Linked DNA regions of Mus musculus: all the other regions are linked to region 1. A link is a contact called in public promoter capture Hi-C data. All regions are on one chromosome and are shown on one strand. Each heading gives the region's core, a stretch centred on a gene start, on an enhancer-like site or on the middle of the called end of the contact. The rest is flanking DNA. Distances are from core to core; before and after follow the strand shown.

The links. Promoter capture Hi-C pulls out the DNA fragments that hold promoters and counts their contacts. Capture Hi-C pulls out chosen DNA fragments and counts their contacts.
Region 2: a promoter capture Hi-C map of cranial neural crest shows a contact between it and region 1. The contact joins the promoter of Ufc1 here to the promoter of Tagln2 in region 1. A contact is called at or near these places in 2 of 39 promoter capture datasets (cranial neural crest and pre-B cells).
Region 3: a promoter capture Hi-C map of adipose tissue shows a contact between it and region 1, with 2.3 times the contacts expected there. The contact joins the promoter of Arhgap30 here to the promoter of Tagln2 in region 1. A contact is called at or near these places in 1 of 39 promoter capture datasets (embryonic stem cells) and 1 of 9 other capture datasets (adipose tissue).

What each region holds. Positions count from the first base shown.
Region 1 is chr1:172,497,486-172,502,545 of GRCm38.p6, forward strand. Tagln2 (transgelin 2) reads left to right here and starts at 2,761. Exons shown (of 5, transcript NM_178598.2): 1 at 2,761-2,847. Igsf9 (immunoglobulin superfamily, member 9) reads left to right here. Exons shown (of 21, transcript NM_001145800.1): 19 at 1-261; 20 at 512-639; 21 at 872-1,392. The coding sequence ends at 1,053.
Region 2 is chr1:171,292,252-171,297,311 of GRCm38.p6, forward strand. Ufc1 (ubiquitin-fold modifier conjugating enzyme 1) reads right to left here and starts at 2,751. Exons shown (of 7, transcript NM_025388.3): 1 at 2,670-2,751; 2 at 2,383-2,576. The coding sequence starts at 2,505.
Region 3 is chr1:171,386,593-171,391,652 of GRCm38.p6, forward strand. Arhgap30 (Rho GTPase activating protein 30) reads left to right here and starts at 2,368. Exons shown (of 12, transcript NM_001005508.2): 1 at 2,368-2,771. The coding sequence starts at 2,675. Nectin4 (nectin cell adhesion molecule 4) reads left to right here. Exons shown (of 9, transcript NM_027893.3): 9 at 1-1,695. The coding sequence ends at 213.

The DNA of each region.
Region 1 (5,060 bases), core at 1,511-4,010:
CTCCTCAGAGCCCCCTTACACAGCTTTGGCTGATTGGACTCTGAGGGAGCGGGTCTTGCCGGGCCTTCTTTCTGCTGCCCCTCGTGGTAGCCTCACCAGCCAGAGCAGTGGGAGGGGCAGCGCCTCCTTCCTGCGCCCTCCCTCCACAGCCCCCTCCGCAGGGGGAAGCTACCTCAGTCCAGCTCCAGGAGACACAAGCAGCTGGGCCAGTGGCCCAGAAAGGTGGCCCCGCAGGGAGCATGTGGTGACAGTCAGCAAAAGGTAAAGGCAGTATCCACTCGTTCTTGCCCAGGCCCTCCACCCTGCCCTGTCATTCCAGATCACCGATATCCCCACCCCCATACTCTTCCCCTTCCATTGTCCACTCCCACCCTGAGACCAGAAGACCCCTTATCTTGGAAGTTCTGCTGAGGTCCAGGAAGTGCAATCTGCTTTAGAGGAACCTCCGTTCACACTTTTCTGGTTACCGGCTACTCCTCTGCCCACGCTTCCCACCTGTCCTTTATAACAGGAGGAACACCTCTGTGGATGAGAACTATGAATGGGATTCGGAATTCCCAGGGGACATGGAGCTGCTAGAGACCTGGCACCCAGGCTTGGCCAGTTCTCGGACCCATCCTGAACTTGAGCCAGAGTTAGGTATGTGGCCCTCTAAGCTGGCTGTGCTCTCCCACACCCGCTCTCCCATGCTCTGAGCTGGTCTGTTTGTTTCCCAGGCAATTCCTGAGTCTCAGGCTCCCTGCCCTGCAGCATCTCTTGTTCCCTAGGCTCCCTGTGCTGCACGCAAAGGCCTTTTGGAGCCTCAGGACTCAGCCCTTCAGCCAGTGAGTCACGGCATCTCTTCTCACACAGTCCTGTCTTCCCCTTGAAGGTGTCAAGACTCCAGAGGAGAGCTGTCTCCTGAACCCAACCCATGCTGCCGGCCCCGAGGCCCGCTGTGCTGCCCTTCGGGAGGAATTCCTAGCTTTCCGCAGACGCAGGGATGCTACCAGGGCCCGGCTACCAGCCTATCAGCAGTCCATCTCTTACCCTGAACAGGCTACTCTGCTATGAGCCCGCTTAGTGTGAAACTAAGAAAGGCTTATATGGATTTGCAAAGGAGTCCAAGACTTTGGCTCCAAGCTGGGGCACTGCCCCTACCTCTCTGTGTCTCGGTGGCCTGGTGGTAGGCTTGAGTGAGCTTGGTATAGAGTTGGATGTACTGACTCTTTAATTAGTCTGGGAGCTGAACAGGAATGTGTGTGTGTGTGTGTGTGTGTGTGTGTGTGTGTGTGTGTGTGTGTGTGTGTGCGTGCGCGCGCGCAAGCGCGCGTTCGAAAGTGGTGTTTATGGTGTGGGTGCAGGTTTCTTTTTTTTAAAAAACAGGTGAATAATAAATGTCTGGAAACCGTTTCTCTGTCACCTCTCTTTGTGTTTAAGAGAGATGAGGAAGTCCCTGGATATGTACAGAGAGGGTTCTGAATGGGACACATTCAACAGTCATTCAAGAAAAAAGTTGTTGAGTGCCTAGTAGAGATCTGCTGTTAGGCCAGAAGCCATGAGAAAATAGAGAAATCACTGGGATAATGCCTTTGTCCTTGGGGAGTTCTCGCTAGTCACTGAGGCCAACTACGCACTGTGATAAAGCTGTAAGCTGGTTATCACATTGGCACAAAGAGTTCAGTTTGAGTCAATATTTAGTAAATACTTAAAACATGTGGGGATTCCTGGGACACTCACAGGAGACTGCTCAGAGTTCTTTCCATGTCCCGTCCACCGCCCGGAGTTTATTTTGTAGACTGGGCACGGCAACTAAAGCCAAAGGTGCTTTTGTAATTGACCAGAAGCCACACAAGCAGGTAACAGGCAGAGCAGGTGACGGGGCAGTGAAGGAAACCCACTTTCGGGCAGAGGAACACCCTAAAGGCACAGGGGACTGAAACTTGACATTCTGTGGGTCTGAGCGGGACTTTGGGGAATAGAGAAGTCAAAGGTCAGGGTGGAACTGGCTGCTGTTCTTTTAAATATCAGGCTCAACGGGGGACTCCATAACGTGAAGAAAGAAAAACACTGGTGGGTTTTAAATGGGGAACTCCGCTAACTACAGCCTGAAAAAGTAGGTGTTCTGGACACCCCTCAACTATTGCTCTTCACTCTTAAGGGGTAGAAAAGTGCCTGCCAACTTCCTCCACTAAGCCCCCGCCTCCAACCCTCCAAGATCTAAGAAGAAATGTCAATTTATTAAATGGGAGATGGAAGGGAGAGAGAGAACTGGGTCTGAATCCCAGGTCCCAAGCCCTACCACACCCTCAAGGCCCCGGGCAAGGAGTGACCTCACTGTTCTTTTTTTTTTTTTGCCCGGGCTTGAAGTTAAATGGCAAGCAGAACCACGTGGGGGTGCTGTCCCAGCCTGTAAGCACCAGACCTATTACTCCTTACTCTATCCTGTAGGAAGGCGCTTCCTGGACCTGAATTTACAAAAGGCCGGCCTTTTTGTAATAGTAGGCTTCTCATAGAAACAGGCCTGCGATCCTGAGCTAGCTAGTCTAGGCAGAAAGTTTCCTATTAGGATACAAGTCTATGGCTGGTGAATGCAGGTTGAGGATCCCCTGGGCGGAGACCTTTTGCAGCGGCGCCAAGGACTCCGCAGGTCCTTTACGGCTCATTCCTGCCTACTGACCACCTATCTTAAGCGCTCCAGCATTCCACGCGGCGGCGCCTTTAAACCCTCTTGGCCCTTGCCCCGCCCCTGGTCCGCCCCGTCTGAGGCGGGACCCCCCAGAAAACTCCAAGCCCGGCCGGGTCTTGAGCTCCACTCGCCGCTGCAGCCCCTGTCGTGCGTGCGCTCTCATCCAGCCCTCTTGGACGGTGAGCAGGACTGAGGGACCAAGGCAGCGGGGTGGGAGTTGGGGATTATGTGTGTGGTCTGTAGAAAGCAAGAAGCCAACACTTGAGACTTGCTTCTGGGAGCGTGGGGGTTGAAGACTGGCGGACGCTGGGGTCCCAACTGGGTGCCCCGCCCCGTGCTGTCAGGTCCGGTTCCCAAGCCTTCTCTGCATTGTTCAGCAGTTAAGCAAGGCAAGTTTTACGGGTGCACAAGACGGGGCGTCCGTCCCGACCCAAGAGGTCTGGTCCCAAGCCCCAGCCGTTTGCTCCAGCGTTGAGTTCTCTTTGGGGGGAGAAGGAAGGAGGGCGTCGGACGTCCGCAGGCTGCTGAGTGGCCGCAAGAACTAGGTTCTGGCGCGCGCTCCGGTCCATGAATTTACCGCGCGCCCCTTTCACTTCCTGGTCCAGGAGCACGTGTGGGTACTGCCTGCCTTCTGTGACCCCGAGACCGCCCTTTTGCCCCCCTCCTGCTAGTTCGTTTGTCCGGGTACTCGGGGTCACAGGTCTCCGGGAGTTATTTGCACAGTAGCCTGGTCTTCTGTGAAACCCCCTTCTTCTCCTGGAGCGCCTTTGACCTCGGACATCTCCGGGCTGCAGCCCTGACTGCACTCGGATGTGCCCTGTCTGTAGGGGTTGGCTGCTATCCAAACTCTCTTACCCTAGCCTGAGACCCGCTGCCCCCTCCCGTGCCCCCTGCTGCTGGGAAAGCCGGTGGTGGCCGCGGGCGGGCGGGCGGGCTGCCCAGACCTGCGTCACCCCAGTGGCGGGAGGGCGGTGGGTGACTCATCCACATTAACGGCCCAGGCAGGGTGTGGCCGTGGGGGTGGGGGGGACGGCCGAAGGGGCTGGACCGGAAGTAGATTACCTCCTTTTTGGGCTCTGCAGGCCTACCTGTGTTCCTATCCGAGAGGTTCTGGGATACGTGGTATCTGTGGAGCAAAAGCAGCGGTGATGGCAAGTGGAGGTGCGGTGTAGGAGACCAGTGGCTGGACGGGTCTCCTTGTTCCCTAGAGCAGTAGTCAGGGATAGCTCATCTCTAAGCTTCTCCCATTTTCTCTTCCCTGTAGCTCAGGGTACACCTCAGGCTTTGGGCCAAGGTAAGGAGGGGTGAGCAAGGTGTTAACGTTCCAAAGCCGCAAATAATCTTTGTCCTTGCGATCCCCTTGCACACCCTTGGTGTCTATGCTGGTCCCCAGGGGATTGGCCCCTAGTCAGTGTTCACCCCATGGCTTTGTCCTTCGAGATTGCCAGGTGTGGGCTTTTTAAGCAAAAAAAAAAAAAAAAAAAAAAAAAAAAAAGTCTTTCCTACCCAGGGTATGTCTTCTTTGATTCTCTACCCACAAACTGCATATGCCCTCCAGGTCCTCCAGAGCTGCCCCTTCCCCGTTCCCTGCTTCCCCAGTCTGGCTATACCCTGAGAATTGCTGGGATCGCTTTTGCCCCTTCGCCTAGAGCCTCCACCCAAGTCTGTGTGGAGTGGGTGTTCCTGCCCCGGGGGGGCCCCCACCCTGCCTCCATTCCCATGTTTGGTACACAGACGCCATGGCAACGGCCTCCACCCCCTCCTCTTCTCCTGAGCAGCCCTTGTGGCTTCCTGTTTGTGGAGCTTAGCTTTCTCTTCTGCTCTGGACTCTATCTAGGTGGTTAGGGGACTGGCCCCTGGTGGGGGAGGGTCTTCCCTAAGGCGTCCCCTTACCACAGTGCCCCCCACTGGCCTTCTGCCTACCCACGTGGCGTTTCTGTTTCAGAAGTTGGGAAGTTCCCTACATTCCACATGCCCAGGGAGAGGAGAGTCCCATTGTCTTCCCAACACGTAGTCATGAAACCTAGAGTCCAACCCTCCAGCTTGTCTCCCTTGCCTTCAGCGTTGACAGTGAATGGGGTGAGGTAAACTGCCATCCATCCATGGTTTGGGTGGAGCACTGGGTTGGAAGACCTTTTATGACTCCTCCTTTCCCAGTTATTGTTGTAACCTTGTGGGCCTGGTTGAGGATGGTTCCTAGGGCTACAGTCAGCAGTAGAGTTCGTCACTGGCACCCCCCAGGCAAGCTATCCAGTTGTCTTCACTTGGGATACCCAGTTCTAAGCATCTCCCACACCTGTGTTCCAGCTGAACACATCTCTTTAGCCCACCCCAGAAGGAGACTTGCCATTTTCTCTTTCACTGAGGGAGGGCTGGGGCGGGTCTCCTGGGT
Region 2 (5,060 bases), core at 1,501-4,000, 1.2 Mb before region 1:
GTGGCACTATTAGAAGGTGTGGCCTTGTTGGAGTAGGTGTGGCCTTGTTGGAGTAGGTGTGGCCTTGTTGGAGTAGGTGTGTCACTGTAGGTGTGGGCTTTGCCTGGAAGTGAGTATTCTGCTAGCAGCCTTCAGATGAAGGTCTAGAACTCTCAGCTCCTCCTGCACCATGCCTGCCTAGATGCTGCCATGCTCCTTACTTGATGATAATGGACTGAACCTGCAAGCCAACCTCAATTAAATGTTGTCCTTTTAAGAGTTGCCTTGGTCAAGGTGTCTCTTCACAGCGGTAAAATGTTAAGACACAACTCAAGAAGGCTTTGAAACTGTCCAAGCTAGCTTCACTCTTCCTACCTCAGCATCCCGGAAGCTTTCTGCTTACACCATGCTGTTCCTAGCTGGCATCCTTTGCTCTGCTCATGCTGACTAGAAGAGGGAATCCGAACCCCTGAACCTGGAGTTTATGGATGGTTGTGAGCAGTCATGTAAGCGCTGGGAACCAAACCAGGTCCTCTACAAGGGCAGAGGGAGCCATTTCTTCACTCTTGTCCTTACATCTTGAACATCCTTTTCCTACCTTAGGTTTTATTTTTATTTTTAAGATTTATTATTATAGGTAAGTACACTGTAGCTATCTTTAGACACACAAGACGGGGGTGTCAGATCTCTTTACGGATGGCTGGGAGCCACCATGTGGTTCCTGGGAATTGAACTCGGGACCTTTGGAAGAGCAGTCAGTGCTCTTAACCGCTGAGCCATCTCTCCAGCCCCTACCTTAGGTTTCATATGCAAATGTGTGTGTGTGTGTGTGTGTGTGTGTGTGTGTGTGTGTGTGTGTGTGTGTGTGGTGTACGCCAAGGTGTTGCCTGTGGTATTTAAAGGACAACCTGAAGAGCCAGTTGTCCTCTACTGTGGGTTTCATGGATCAAACTAAGGTTTGTTTAGGTTTTGCAGAAGGTGCTTTACAAACTGAGCCATCTCTCTCTGGCCCTGTATTTATACTTTTAAGTTTTAATTCAAGTTTTACCACTTCTAAGAAGCCTTATCATGGCTGGTGTTTTAGCTACTTTATGGTTTCTTGTTTTCTCCACCCTTTATTCCCCAGCTTCATCCCCTATCACTAGATAGGCAAGAAAGAAAATGGAGTGAGAAGGGGAGGCATACCTAAGTTCCCTCTTGTTTCTTTAAACAAGACTACTAACAAATCACAGCCAACGCCCTGAGTAACCAACAACCTGCAAATGCTGGCAGAGCTCTAGTATTTATATACTTTCTGAACATTTCCCAGAATTCCAATTGTCATGCAATCCCAGAAACCATCTGCAGCTGGCAAAACCAGGCCTCTGCTCGAGAACAAGGCAAATCATAGTCAGCTGCTTTGAACCTGTGCCACATCCCCACACCTGGGATTAAAACAAAAACATATTCTTATGCTTCTGTTTTAAAGAAACCAAAATTCCAGAATCCTCGCTACACCTTACTCCTTCCTCCCCATGTTCTCAAAATACCCTAGTTATGTCTCTGTCTCTCCACTTAAACACAGTTTAATACTGTTTCTGTCAACCTCAGTAGGGCCATTCTTATTCGGTTTTATATACTCTCAATAGATACTAGTAACACAATAATATGTTTTATTGTTGTGGTTTGAGGCAGGGTCTCCTATAGTCCAGACTGGCTTTGAATTCATTATGCAGTCTAAAAAACGACCCGAGCTTCCAATCCTGGCTCCACATCCTGGGTACAGAGAACATATGAGCCTCATCAATTTATGAGGTGCCAGAGATGGAACCCAAGGACATCTTGCATGCTACGCAAGCACTCGCCAGTTTCTCAGTGAGGCCACATATACTGCAAGCGATCTACTGGGTTTTGAAGCAGATAGAAAGCACCAAAAGGAGGGCAATCTTTCTCTTCCCATAACAGGAATTAGCTGAAAGGATGGCTAATTTATAACTAAAAACATCTCTCTCTCTACCTCTAAACACTTTAGGTTTTCAGTCCTGACATTAATTCCATCCATTTCATCATGAAGAATGAAAGAGCAGTGATGCACAGACACTTCTTCAGGCGCTAAGAAGTACTTTGACCCCCTACCACAGCCAGCAGAGCAAGCACCTGGTGCGAGAGGGACACGTCACCTTCCCGGAATACTGCTGTTTTTTCCTTCAAAGTCTAGCCCTACTGTGCTCCTAGCCGGAATCTCTTCTGCATCCTCCCTCCGGCCACCCGTAACGCCCCCAGCCCCCCAAACAATCGCATTTATATGAATTTAGAATTTAAACTTTAAAACCGGAAGCGGCTTCCACCCGGAGCCAATTCCCGGGGACACCTGGTTACTCGCCACCCCTCTGCTACGCGGTCAAGCACAGGAGTAAAACTGACCCGGATCAGGGACTGATATTCCTCCTTTAGTCGCTGCACCCACAATTCCCGATCTCGGGGTCCGGCGTTGGTCTTCAGCACCGGGATCTCAGACACGACCCGCCGAGTGGCCTCGTCCGCCATCTTGGACCAGGGAGCAGGAAAACTGCGGAAGTGCAGTTGCTTGTCACTTACTCACGGCGTCGCCATCTTTACTGTGGGAAGAGGAGGCGTTGGATGGCTTTAAAGCGGACCCTGAATGCATTCGATTTTTATTTATTTATTGTAAGGAAATAAAATTGACCTACGGGTGTGAGCGTCCGGAAGAACAGAATGGAGGCGGGCTACTCTGTCCACCTATCATTAAATCACCGGAGCCTGCTCAGAGAACGACTTCCGTTCATGCTCAGAAGCAATCTTGGGAAAAACTCAAGACCTTCCCAAACCAGCAAAGTTGTTTGAATTTCAGGTTTTTCTAGACTGTCTTCAAAGTCCTATCTCCTAAGATGCGCAATTTAACGTCTTTGTTCTCCAGAGTGACTTCCTTACTTTCCATCCCTGTCCTGAATAATTAACACAACTGAATTAGGAAGTATGTAAGCTTGTTTGTTTTTTAAAGGACATTGGGTCCTATATACCACAGACTTGCCTCTAACACATACAAAATGGCCCGGAGCTATTGCTTACTTCAAAATTAATCTGTTTAGGTTTTAAAACCATCCTAAAGATAAAACTTTTTTTTCCAAAGAGTTACTGAATATCTTTTGTGTGCTATATATTAAGTATATAGAAACGATTTCTTCTTAGATGAATTCACCCAAATGACTAACAGTCACTGAATGCCTATTCTAAGCCTATGGCAAGTCATCTGGTAATTTGTTGTTTTTTTATTAGACCAGGCTGGCCTCCGACTCACAGATCTGCCTGCCTCTGTCTCCCAAGTGCTGGTTGGGTAATTTCTAAATTCGTTTGAAACCAAGAAACCTCAATAAGCTTGGTGGCCCACATGTGTTATCCCAGAGCTTAGGGGTCAAGATCAGAAGATTGCTGCAACTCAATTTAAAACGAACAAACTCCATATGCCACAGCTGCTGTGATTGCACACTTTCGATCCCAGCATTTGGGAGGCAGAGGACTCTAGAGTTTTAACCTTGGTGAGTTTGAGTCTACAAAGAGAACAAATTCCAAGATGGTGGTGTCACACATCTTTAATCTCAGCCCTCAGGAGACAGAGGGCTGGCAGATCTCTGAGTTTGAGAGCCAGCCTGGTCTACAGAGTGAGTTCCAGAACAGCTAGGGCTACACAGAGAAGCCCTGTCTCAAAACAAAAACAAAAACAAAAAAATCCCAAAAAACAAACAAACAAAAAACCCCTCAAAACCAAAACAACCCCCTACCCAAAAAAAGAGAAAGAAGGAAAGAAAGAAAGAAAAACAAGACATGCTGTCCTCTGACTTACATACCTATGCCGTGGCATGTGTGCCCCTTCAACTTCAATTTAAATTTATATATTTGTATGTCATGTGAGTGTTTTACCAGCATGTATGTAAGGTACCATGTGCATGCAGTGCCAGTAGAGGCATGTAAAGGGCAACAGATGCCCTGGAACCAGAGTTACAGACATGACTTCCATGTGGGTGCTGAGAACTGAAGACTGATCCTCTGCAAGAGTAGCAAGTGCGCTTAAATCTTGAGCTGTATCTCCAGTCCTCTAGGTGAAAAAACAAACACTCAAATATAGTTTTAAGGGCTGAGGACGTAGTGTAGTGTTAGAATTCTTGCCTAGAATGCACAGAAATGGAGTTGGATCCCCATTATTACATCAACCAGACCTGATGGTGAGTGTCTGTCATCACAGGCTGAGCTACAAATAAATGATGTTGGGTTTTTCCATCCCAGATGATTTCCCTGTGTTGTTTGGTAGATTATTTGTTTTTCTTTTGAGACAAGGTCTGTGTACTCCTGGATGTCCTAGAATTCTCTGTGTAGACCAGGCTGCCCTTGAACTCACAGGATCCAAAGGCCCCTTGCAATTGGAGTGCTGGGGTTAAAGATGTTCTGTACCCTGCTTGGCTAATAGAGTGTTCTTGTCCTCTCTCCCCTATGTTGTTTGATAGTATGTTCTTAGTTTCTTCCTTTCATTCTCAGTGTTGCTTTGGTTTTTGAGACAGGTCTCATGTATCTGAATTCCTGACTCCCAGGTCTCCATGTCCCAAGTACTGGTATTACAGGCACACCACCAAGTCTAGAGGTTTTGAATCTTACTAGCATGCCACACAGCTCTTTATAAAGATATTAGATGTAGCTAACACATCTTTGTAATGCTTCACTAAAGATCTCCTAAGGTAAATAAAATTTATATCTGTGTTTATTTATTTTAGTGTGTGTGTGTGTGTGTGTGTGTGTGTGTGTGTGTGTGTGTGTGTGTGCGCGTGCAGTCACAGTGATGTGGTCAGGGAACAGTGGTTTGAAATTGGTTTTACAATTGCTGTGACATAATTATTTTAATTTTGTTATGTGCATCTGTAAAGGAATAACTTTTCCTGACATTTCTGCTGGATCTGTACATGTACTGCTATCATTTTTTACCTCTTAGTAAAAAACTTATTTCTTGGCCTAGAGAGATGGCTCAGTGGTTAAGAGCAGGAGAGTTCCTAAGTTCAATTCCCAGAAACCACACTGTGGCTCATAACCACCTG
Region 3 (5,060 bases), core at 1,118-3,617, 1.1 Mb before region 1:
GAAGGCCGCAGCTACTCCACGTTAACCACAGTGAGAGAGATCGAGACACAGACCGAACTGCTATCTCCAGGCTCTGGGAGGACAGAGGAGGACGACGATCAGGATGAAGGCATCAAACAGGCCATGAACCATTTTGTGCAGGAAAATGGGACCCTGAGGGCCAAACCTACAGGCAATGGTATCTACATCAACGGGCGAGGGCACCTGGTCTGACCCAGGCCTGCCTCCCTCCCCGAGGCCTGGCTTCTTCTGCTTCCATGGGGGAACTTCGGCTCTTCTTAGGGGAAACCCCCTTAAATGCCTGCATTTCTTTAGGAAGATACTTCCCACCCTACTGACTGCTCTACTTTGACCTCCAATCCTTCTGTTCATCAGGAGAGCTCCACTGGTTGAGTGCCTCCCACCATTGTGTGTAGGTCATCCTCTGTGTGTGTGTGTGTGTGTGTGTGTGTGTGTGTGTGTGTGTGTGTGTGTGTGTCCGTGCTGTCACGTTAAGAGTCCAAGTGAATGATCTGTGTGCTACTGGATTTGTGGCTGTGTGCAGAGCATTCCTAGGGTGTGGTGTGTGAGTAGAGTGCCTTATGTGTGACCTCTGCCTGCAGAGGCAGGGATTTTCCTCAGACCCCAGAGCAGTATTAGCGATGCAGAGGTTAGAAGCGAGAGGTGGAGACTGTGGCCAGATCCAGGTGTGCGGGCACAGCTGGAGCTAGAATCTGACCTCCAAAGTGGGGGAGCTGTGTTCCCACCCCTTGGGAGCAAGTGAGAAGCAGACACCGCGGGGGTCTGCCAGAGGCCAGAACTGTTACAGAAGCCCTCTGCCCTCTGGTGGCCTGTGGGCCTGCTGCATGTACGTACCTTCTGTAAATTAAACTCCAAGGGAGCTAGCTTCCTGAGTTCTGCTTAGACTCCCTTAATAAGAGAAAAAGAAACTTTAAAAGCAGAGAAAGAAAGAAAGAAGAAACTTTATTGATGTGTGTGCATGTTCTTTACTGGGCTTGTTTAAGCCAGGCCAGGCCACATAGGCATTCAACCAAACTGTCTAGCAGACCACGGCAGGGATTAGTGCCTGTGGTTCTGGAAAGTTCTCTTCCTAGGATGCCTTCACCCACAGAGGTTCTGGGGAGGGGGCTGACAGCTGGAGGAGTCTGGAACCTGGGGTATGAGGTCTGAACACTGGATAAGAGACTAGGGATGGGGGGGCTTGGCTCCCATGGCCCCTCGAATCTTGTCCTCGCTGTGTCTACAGTGGTTTGTACCTTCACGGCGTTGGGACTTGTTGTCAAGGACTCCTGGTTCAGTTGTGTTGAGGGCAGAGGGTAGGTCGCGGGGAAGGTGGAAGTTCAGGTGAAGAGAAAGGGGTGTTGTGGGTGAGGGTGAGAACAGGCCCTTCCCCAGGGGTTTCTGAGTCATTAATCCGGGGCTCTCTGGCACTTTGTATGTGTGGAGCCTGGGGTAAGATGTTTGTTTTTCTTTAGCCTGCCCAAACTTACGCAGTCAGAATACTGGGATTTAGTATCCAACCCTTGTGTGGCCTGAAATCTGCTGGTCTAAAGGAGAAACTCTCATTTCATTCCCAAGCAGCCCAGGACTTATGGACCCCAAGGATCTGGGGTCTTAGTATGTATATTTCATGTAAATATATGTATATTTGTACATAAAATGATATTCTGTTTTTAAATAAACAGATAAAACCTTTTTTTGTCTGATTCCTGTCTTGCCCCTTGAACTGGGTAAGTCACAAGTGCTATGGACTGAGTCTCTATGTGATTCCCTCCCAGGGAAAGGGCCCAGATACAGCTAAGAAAGGAGCAAGTGGCTTTCAAAAGACATTGTAACCATTTCTGAGAGCCCTCAGGTAGGGCCGTGTGGACATAACCTCCTTTTGGGGAAGCCAGTGCCTTAGTTTCTAAAGTGGTTCTAATCTGACTGTACTGGAAACTTCCAGCAGCTGTGTGGGGTGGTCAGCCGTGTACCCTTTGACAGACAAAGAAACTGAAACTCAAAGTCACCTGGTCTGTGTCCTCATTTTCAAATGTACAGCGACTGGAGGCTCAGTGAAGTAATGTGACCTGACCAAGATGGCAGGGTCATCAAAGAATCCCCCACCCTGGGTATGTTCTTCGTGGTCCTTTCCTGCCGTGCTCACAGGCAAAGCCTCGGGTCTCTGTCCCACCTAGAGATTTCGGTCTCTAGAAATGGCAGCCACCTGCTCACACCCCAGGCACCCTTACTCCACCCCGAGATTCTGACATCACCTTCTGCTGTGACCAATGAATGGAGTCCCAGCAATGATGAGGATGTGAATGCCAGCTACCTCCCCCACCCGAGGCCTGTGGTTGCAAAGATGCTCTAACAGGAAGCGGGTTTGAGGAGCTGCACAGCTTCCTGCTCCCCCTCGAGCTGCACAGGACGAGAAGGGCTAGCGCTCAGCTTGGCCACGAGACACAGCTTCATGCCAGGGTTCTGGTAGCTTCCTCTTCCATATCTACTTCCGTGTGGCCCCAGGGGCCCCCCAGAGGCAAGCGCTGCTGTCCCTTGCCCAGGCCACCCTCCACCTCCAGTTTGGAGCCCTGCCCCCCCTGGGGCTGGGCCAAGCCCAACTACTGACTGGGATTCCATGGGGGACTGGTAGGTCAAAGGTCTTGGGGGACAGAGATCCCGGGGGGCCCTGGTCATGAAGTCTCGGCAGAAAGGAAAGAAGAAGGGCAGCTCTAAGGAACGGGTGTTTGGGTGTGACCTACGTGAGCATCTACAGCACTCGGGCCAGGAAGGTAAGGAGGTCAATTGGAACGGGGCAGCTGGGTGGCTGGATTGCCATGCAGACGCCAACCTTGTCTTCTCCGTTGGGCAGAATGAGCTCTTAGGGAACGGGCAGTGGCCCAGGATCACCACACCTGAGATCTAGGCAAAGGCAAGACAGGAAATGTGGCTCAGAGAAGAAGATGGAGAGGTGCCCTTCTGCGGTAGTTAGGGACCGGGTAGCTGAGAACTCGAGGATGGGAATGCCGAGGGAATGTGTCCCGGGGTGGGGTGGGGGATGAGATTTGGAAAATCTGGAGAGGTGGATGAATCAGATGAGAGAATGGAGACTGGGGACAGGGTGGAGGGAATGGAGGTCGGATGCCAGAAGAATGGCTGAAGGGATAGTTGGTGGAACACTAAGTGGAGATACAGGTAAGAAAGGGCCCAGCGAGTCTGAGGATAGAACTTGCGGAGGGGAGAGGAAGGCATTCTAACTGGAGAACAGCACCAAGGGACAAGGACCTAGCCCTTCTGCACCTTTGCTGGGCCACAGGAGTGGGGGCAGCAGGGAGGAGTGACACTCTTCTTTAAATTGCTTGCAAAGAAGAAACCCGTTGATGGTAGACTGCACCGGGAATGCGGGAAAAGTGAACCAGACTGCTTCAGCCCTGGTTTGAAGTGGGGAGTGGAAACTACAATAAAGAGGGGTGTGCACCCAGTCTGGAGCTCCCTCTGCAGTGGGCCTGGGAGCTCATCACTGTGTAGGACATGCAGTCACCACTCAGAACCAGGCCTTAATTTGTTCTGAAATTGATCAGTGCCGACCCGACTACACTGCCCAGCTTGTTTTCAGCACGCAGAGCAACTTAACAAAAAAAGGGGGCACAATTCTGCCCCCCTCCACTCCACCCCACCCCAATCTGTCATTTCCTCTTTGTCCCCCTTCTCTGGTTGCCTGCAGTGAAGGGAGGGTGGTGGTGGTTCCCAGCTCATTTCCTGCTCTTGGCCCCGCCCTTGTGTCCCCAGACACCTCCTTCCCCTTTTCTCCTCCATCAGAGGGCCCCAACCCTACCAGCCTCCATTAAGGGAAAGCCCAGGCCCTAAGAAATAGTTAAACAGATGAGGTAGGCTTTTCTGTGCCTTCTTCTCTGTGAGCAGGCCTGGCTCCTTTATAATTGTTCCACTCTAGACAATTAATCTTTCTTTTTTAAAGTTATTGCTCACCTTATTTAGGTATTTTGTGTACATACTGGGGAGGGGCACATTCGTTCCAGGGCAGGTGGGAGGTCAGAGGACAACTTGAGAGGATCAGTTTTCTTTTCCTAGCCTGTGGGTCCCAGAGGTGAACCTGGGGTCATCGGGTTTGACAGCAAGCACCTTTACCCACTGAACCATCTCACAGGTGATATTTATTTTTGTCCTGTGTAAGTGTGTGGCTGCATGTATCACGGGGCATGGGTGAAGGTCGGAGGGCACATTTTGGAAGCTTGTTCTCTCATCATGTGGGTCCCGGGGATTGAACTAAGGACTTCAGGATTGATCGCAGGCATCCTTTACCCTCTGACATGGATGATGAAAACATTTTTTTGAGATTTATTTACTTTTAACATATATATGATACATATATACATATATATATATATGAATTTTTTGCCTGCTTGAATGTCTGTGATGCACTGGTGTGACATGCCCATGGAGGATAGGAGAGGGTGTCAGATTCTCTTTGGAACTGGAGTTATAGACAATTGTTAGCTGTCGTGCGGGTGTTGGGAACTGAACCCAGGTCCTCTGGAACAATAGTCAGTTCTCTCTCTTTTTTTTTAATAGTCTGTTCTCTTACCTGTTGATCCATGTAGCCAGCACTAGACAAATGACTTTTGACAGAGAACCATATGACTTAATTGGGGATGATATTCTTTTTGTTGTTTGTTTGCTTGTTTTTCGAGGCAGGGTTTTTTCTGTGTAGCCCTGGCTGTCCTGGAACTCACTCTATAGACCAGGCTGGCCTCAAACTCAGCAATCTGCCTGCCTCTGCCTCCCAAGTGCTGGGATTAAAGACATGTGCCACCACTGCTGGGCGGGGATGATATTCTTGTAGCTCTGGGTTCTCAGTTCAACCTCCTTACGCTGGTTTTCCCCTTTCCTGTGATTCCCAGCACCAACTCTGTCTTGAAATGTAAGACCCATAGACAGCCAGACTCTACTTCTGTGATCCTTGGGCCCACCATTCCCTCTAGAGATCCGGGGATAATGAAAAGTGGCTGGGCTCCTGGTTGTAAGTGAACCTCAGAGCATGAGAGGACCACCTTCTGTCCCTC